Regions from separate parts of the Sus scrofa genome. Here region 2 is linked to region 1. A link is a contact called in public Hi-C data. All regions are on one chromosome and are shown on one strand. The core of a region is the stretch at or near the end of the contact, and the rest is flanking DNA. Distances in the headings are between cores, read along the strand shown.

What was found. Hi-C and Micro-C count contacts between places; a contact is called where the count stands out from the background.
Region 2: a Hi-C map of undifferentiated spermatogonia shows a contact between it and region 1, with 2.0 times the contacts expected there. The contact joins the promoter of NDUFB7 here to the promoter of ZNF333 in region 1. A contact is called at or near these places in 2 of 47 Hi-C or Micro-C datasets (epiblast stem cells and undifferentiated spermatogonia) and 1 of 2 datasets of contacts at active chromatin or transcription factors (alveolar macrophages).

Annotation. Positions count from the first base shown.
Region 1 is chr2:64,605,966-64,609,122 of Sscrofa11.1, forward strand. It overlaps ZNF333 (zinc finger protein 333), which reads right to left and starts at 1,853. Exons shown (of 12, transcript XM_005654878.3): 1 at 1,748-1,853.
Region 2 is chr2:64,716,957-64,720,455 of Sscrofa11.1, forward strand. It overlaps NDUFB7 (NADH dehydrogenase [ubiquinone] 1 beta subcomplex subunit 7), which reads left to right and starts at 1,936. Exons shown (of 3, transcript XM_003480775.4): 1 at 1,936-2,139. The coding sequence starts at 2,028.

The sequences.
Region 1 (3,157 bases), core at 603-3,102:
AAGAGTCCCCGTCGTGGCTCAGTGGTTAACAAATCCAACTAGTAACCATGAGGTTGCCAGTTCGATCCCTGGCCTTGCCCAGTGGGTTAAGGATCCAGCGTTGCCGTGAGCTATGGTGTAGGCTGCAGATGCAGCTCGGATCCCACGTTGCTGTGGCTCAGGCATAGGCTGGTGGCTATTAGCTCCGATTAGACCCCTAGCCTGGGAACTCCATATGCCACCAGGTGGCCCTAGAAAAGGCAAAAAGACCAAAAAAAAAAAAAAAAAAAAAGAATAATTCAGTATAGCTAAACTAAAAAGACTTGTTCCTGTACACACACTCACACACACAACCACAAAGTCAAAAATAAAAATGACTTAAAATGCCCGTCCATATAACAAAAATCACAACATTAGATTATATATGTCTCTAAAAAACATTTATTCTTTCTAAAAAGACAAAGTGGGACATGATTTCTCCTTGAAAACAAACAACTCACTCATTAAATTGAAATCTGATGTTTAATTTTCCTCCAGAATTAATTTTTTCCTCATTTCCTCATTCATTAGAAGTGAGTCTTGGGAGTTCCCGTCATGGCGCAGTGGTTAACGAATCCGACTAGGAACCATGAGGTTGCGGGTTCGGTCCCTGCCCTTGCTCAGTGGGCTAACGATCCGGCGTTGCCGTGAGCTGTGGTGTAGGTTGCAGACGCGGCTCGGATCCCGCCTTGCTGTGGCTCTGGCGTAGGCTAGTGGCTGCGGCTCCGATTAGACCCCTAGCCTGGGAGCCTCCATATGCCGCGGGAGCGGCCCAAGAAATAGCAACAATAACAACAACAACAACAACAAAAAGACAAAAAGACAAAAAAAAAAAAAAAAAAAAAAGAAGTGAGTCTTAACCCTATTATTTAAAAAAGACATCTCATTTATTACCAACTCAATTCCAATTCCCAGTACTAACAAAGCTTATGTTATCTTTTTCCTGGAGTCTCATGTTTTGAAATTTTACGATGATTTACAGGCTGGAGCCAATTTGAAAAGAAATGAATAGTCTTACCCTTCTTGTATGTTAGCCTTATGACATAAGTGAGAAAGAGCTTTTCTTCACACTGACCTGCGGTGAAGAAAACTTATACAAAGTAAAATTCACAAATTAAAAGTTCTTTTAAAAGAAAGAAAACAATGAAAAAAGAGAAAGGAAAAGGAAAGGAAAGCTAAGTTAACAGGTCCTAAGCTAAGAAACTGCAAAATGTCAGTCACCAAAAAAAAAAAAAAAACTAAACTCATCTAATTCATCACTTGATAGAGGGTACATTCAATTTTTAAAATTCACATGCCAAGTCACCCAAACCAATTTGCACATGTAGACTCAGACCTAGATTTCCATTTGCGAAGCTAAATAATCTGAAATGCAATACGAAATAAAACGTGATTAATAAACAGTTATCCTGCATAAGGGAGATACGCTAGGCCTACAAATCAAAGAGGACAAGTGAGTGCTGGGGCCGATGTCAACGGACCTAGACTGTACTTCGAGATTTCTCTTTCAATAGTAGGATAACAGTCCCGTCTGCTAGAACGAACGGTACCTGAGGGAGACAGACTGGGCAGGGGTAGACCGGCCGCAGAGCCGAGCTGTGCGGGCCCCATCCTGGCCCCCAGGCTACGACGGAAGAAAGCACGTCCGCCTGGGCGAACGTCCTAAACCCTCCGGCCACTCCCCGCGACAGCCGAGGCCTCCGAGCCTTCGAGAGGGGCCGGGCCGCACCTGCAGATTGGCGAGAGACACTCCCACCGCAGCGCGCCGCGCGTCCCTACACAGCCGCCACCATCCGCCGCCAATGCGCACTTCCGCTTCCGGTCTCAGGGCCGCCGGGAGCGGAAGTGGCCGGCGCACTGGCACTCTTGGCCGGAGGAACTTGCAGCGGTGGCGAAAAGGTTGACCTCTTAATCTATCCTCAGAGAAGAAATTCTAATTTCCTTCCTGGGGAGAGGAATGGGGTTAGGCTCTGGGGTGGGGTCACACTGGACCTGGAGAGTGGGGTTAGGGACGGGGCGTAAGCCTGATGGACTGAGCTAAGGACCAAGCCGGATGCGCGGGGAATGGAACGGAGCATGGGCTTGGTGGGTGGATTGGGGCTGGGCCTCGCTGGCATGTTGGGATGCACATTTTTTGACTTTTCTCTTTCCCTTCCTTTCTCCCGCCTCAGCCTTTCTCCTTTGGCTTCATCCAATCCCCTGCCCCCCCCCCCAAAAAAAAATCCATAGGTAAGATATTTTTGGTTTAGAATTTCTGATTTCTTATAAAAATAGGATTATATGTTCTATTTCTTCTACAACTTGCCTTTCTCACTGAAAATAAGATGTGAAAATCTATTCAACACAGGGAACTATATCTAATCACTCGTGATAGAACATGATGCAAGATAATGTGAGAAAAAATGTTATGTGTATATGTATGTATGTATGACCAGGTCACTTTGCTGTAACTGCAGAAGTTGACAACATTATAAATGTTATGTGTATATGTGTGTATGACTGGGTCACTTTGCTGTAATTGCAGAAGTTGACAACATTATAAATCAACTATAATTTTTAAGTTTTTTAAAAATCTGTTCTAGACAATGGAAGAGCCGACTTCATAAAATTATGTATTTGTTATGTAGTATAGATAATACATGCACATAGGAAAACTGGGGGTTTCTCCCTCTATGCCTTAGTTTTCTCCCCAGAAACAAACCACTGTGACTGGTTCCCTGATATCCTTTATATTTCAAGCACTATGTGTGTATTACTTCTCCCAATAACCTATATTGGGAGTTCCCTGGTGGTCTAGTGGTTAGGACTTAAGGCTGTCACGGCTGCAGCCCGGGTTCAATCCCTGGTCTGAGAACTGAGATTCCACATCAAGCCACTGCATGCTGCAACCAAAAAATAATAATATAGAGCAATCAGTTAATTGCTACATGCTAAGGTTACAAAGCCCCTTCCTGCACAGGCACTACAAGTGGAGGATTTAAGGGAAGATATATATGTAGAGAGAGAGATGAGGTTGATCCATGCCGATAAAACTAAACGCAATGTTCTGTGTGATATATTAGCAGAATATTTATTTTTAAAAAAACTAGTGAGATACAGAGGAGAAATCATAAAACTTGGCATAGTTGGTTGAAAGTAG
Region 2 (3,499 bases), core at 686-3,185, 110 kb after region 1:
ATACAGTGTTGCCGTGAGATGTGGCATAGGTCACAGATGTGGCTCAGATCTGCCGTTGCCATGGCTGTGGTTGTATATGACGCCAGTGCAGCCAGAAAAATCCAAAACCAAAACAACATGTTTCCAGCATTGGCAGCTGCACAACCAGAATCACAGAATTCAGACACAGGAGGGCATCAGCCAGAGAAGTGAAGCACTGCCCTGGGGCCTGAGTAGTATTGATACCAAGAAGTGATGATGTTTAGAGTTATGGTTGTTCTACACAAGCTCTACTCACAGGATCTCAGGTGACACTAGCAGCCTTTGTTCTTCAGTAAATTTATTTTGTGTTTGTAATATGTGAGGTCTTCTAAAGCAAGCCAGAGACCTCTACTTGGGTCAAAGGGGTTCCCCTCTATTTGAGAGGACAGGTGTCCTGGATTAGAACACTAGTAGTGTATCCTGGGCTTTGTAGAATGGAGATATCAGGGTTTTGGGGGGTTTTTTTGTTTGTTTGTTTTTTTTCTTTTTACAGCTTCCCCCATGGCATATAGAAGTTCCCAAGCAATTGGTCAAATAGGAGCTGCAGCTGCCGGCCACAGCCACAGCCACAGCAGCGCTGGATCCAAGCCACATCTGAGACCTACACTTCAGCTTGTGGCAATGCTGGATCCTTAACCCACTGAGCAAGGCCAGGGATAGAACCTGCATCATCACGGAGACTGTGTCAGGTCCTTAACCTGCTGACCCACAATGGGAACTGCAAGACCCTGTTTTCAAATAAGATCGCATTCACAGTTTTTGGGGTGGGGGTGGGGAGGTTAGGACTTCAACATATTTGGGAGGGGGGGACAATTCAACCCATAGCACCTTGTCAAATGAAATCTAATCTTTCACTGCCAACTATCACTTCCCAGCACTGCCAGGCACCCATTGAAAGGCTTCTCTCTTGTGTTCCATTGTGCAGGATTCCAGATTTATGTTACAGGTACACAGTGAAGCCAAGAAGCATTTGGCAGTATTAAATAATGTATTAGACTTTCAAATATACTGTATAGCAATTCTTTACAGTGGCAACTACAGGAATACCAGAATCACAACTTGGTTTTGTTTTTTGTTTTTGTTTTGGTTGCACTCGCAGCATAACTTCTAGGCCACCAGGGAACTCCACTTGTTTTATTTTTACTATTCAATTGGACTTAAAATTTCAGCTTTAAATTGTTTTATTTATAAATAACTTTTATTTGCAAACTTAAATTTAATTAAAATATATATGTTAACTGTATTTAAATTTTTTATATTAGCTAATTACATACACCATCGGTATATATAATTTTTATATGTGCCAATGACATACATATCAGGTTTTTTACCGACAATTGGAATGTTTTAGAATAAAAACTTTTTTAATCAAAAAAAATATGATATATTGGTGTTCCCGTCGTGGCTCAGCGGTTAACGAACCAGACTAGTATCCATGAGGATGCGGGCTTGATCCCTGGTCTTGCTCAGTGGGTTAAGAATTCAGCGTTGCCGTGAGCTGTGGTGTAGGTCGCAGAAGCTGCTCGCATCCCGCTTTGCTATGGGTGGCTGTAGCGTAGACTGGCGGCTACAGCTCCGGATTGGATCCCTAGCCTGGGAACCTCCAAATGCCAGCCCTAAAAAGACAAAAAAAAAAAAAAAAAATATATATATATATATATATATATAATAGTTTTCATTTGTGCTCTAGCTCCGAGAGACCAGGGGTTACCTGGGAGGGGGGGAGGAGGCCCCAAACTCGTATCCTCCACCCTCCCCGGCCTAGATGGATTTCCAGATGTAGGGAGGTCTTCTCTGGCCATCCCTAGTGGGGAGCGCGCGCGTTGCTTCTCCTCCTAACCGCGAGGTGACGCTAAAGACACCTGAAGACCTCTGGAGTCGTTCATCTTTATGATCCCTGCTACGGCCCGAGCAACCCGGAAGTTGTGGCTGTCCAAGGGGGAATGCTTCCGGGCAGGAGCTAGGTGACCCCGGCTGCTTCAAGAACCTGCGGTGTGACAGCAGCCATGGGGGCGCACCTGGCCCGGCGCTACCTGGGCGATGCATCAAAGGAGCCCGACCCCCTGCGGATGCCCACCTTCCCGCCTGACTACGGCTTCCCGGAGCGCAAGGAACGCGGTGAGGCCCAATGCGCAGGCGCGGCCGGCGGGAGTTGGGCTAGAGACCTGAACGCCGGGGTCCCCAGTGGTGGGCTCGAGCGTAAAGCGGCGTGTCCATACTCAGCCCTGATCTCGGCCCGGAGGAGTACGGAGGATGCGCGTGACCCTGCCTGAGTGCGAAGGCATTCCAGGCAGAGAGCACGGTTTGAGTAAAAAGCTCTGGGGGTAAAAGAGAGTAGGAGAACGGGGTTTATGAGGCGCTCGGGGCTGGGCTTAGCCCTGGAGTTAATGGGGCAGCCATGGAAGGGTTTATCACGGAAGGGATGTGCTCATGGTACATCTGTCCAGACGGCACTCCTGTTTTTAGATATGATCGAGAAAACAAGGGGGGGCTCACTCACACCGCACATACTTTTTTTTATGTATTAATATCACAAGCATATCGAGCGCCAGTCCTGGGCCAAATTCCAAGTTGGGCATCGAGGATGCAGCAGGCACGATTAAAGGGAACTCACAGCTCTTTGAGGGAAACAGTGGAACCTGGCCGATCTTGGGGGACCAAGCAGTATCAAGGCGGGCTTCCCGGAGGCTGTGACTAGAAGCAAGACCTGAGGGGGATGCGGAGGAGTTGACCACAAGGAAACCAAGGAGAGGGGAGAGCTAGTGCTTCTAAACAGAGGAGGGACACGATCAGATTTGCTTTGTCCAGAGGTGGCGCTGGCTACCAGGTGGGCCACAATTTGGAGACAGGGAAACCTCTAGGGTGGGGGTGGTTCTGAGAGGTTTGGATTTGGAAGAACGTTGGGAGGTACAGTCCTCTAGTGTCTGAACTCCTGGTAGTCCCTTCAGCTCTCCCTGAACCTACAGCCCATCAGTACACCCACCTCCTTATCATGTTACTGAGCCTCACACCCAGCTTTGCCCATGATGAGTTTTGCAAACACCCACAGCCACCCCCCTGACCCCCATTCCTCTCTCGTGCTTAACCAAAACCCTGGTTAAAGCCAGCTCTTCTTGTCTCCTGTCCTTGTGTAGCTGAATGTCATGGGAGAAGAACATCCAACTTCCCTGACTGGTCTCTCAGTTGCTCCCCCAGTTGACCCTTCATGCTGCTGGTTTTTATGTGGCATTCCCTGGCCCTCTCTGTTGCTCCCCCTTAGGCCACTGTCTCACACCTTCTCTCTCAGCCTCCATCACCTCCTTTCAGCTAGTTTTTGCATCTTCATAAGAGAAGCATCCAGGAGTTCCCACTGTGGCTCGGTGGTAACAAACCCAACTAGTAGCCATGAGGATGCGGGTTTGATCCCTGGCCCCGTTCAGTGGGTTAAGGATCTGGCATTGCCGTGAGCTTCTGTGTAGTTCACAGATGTGGTTCAGAC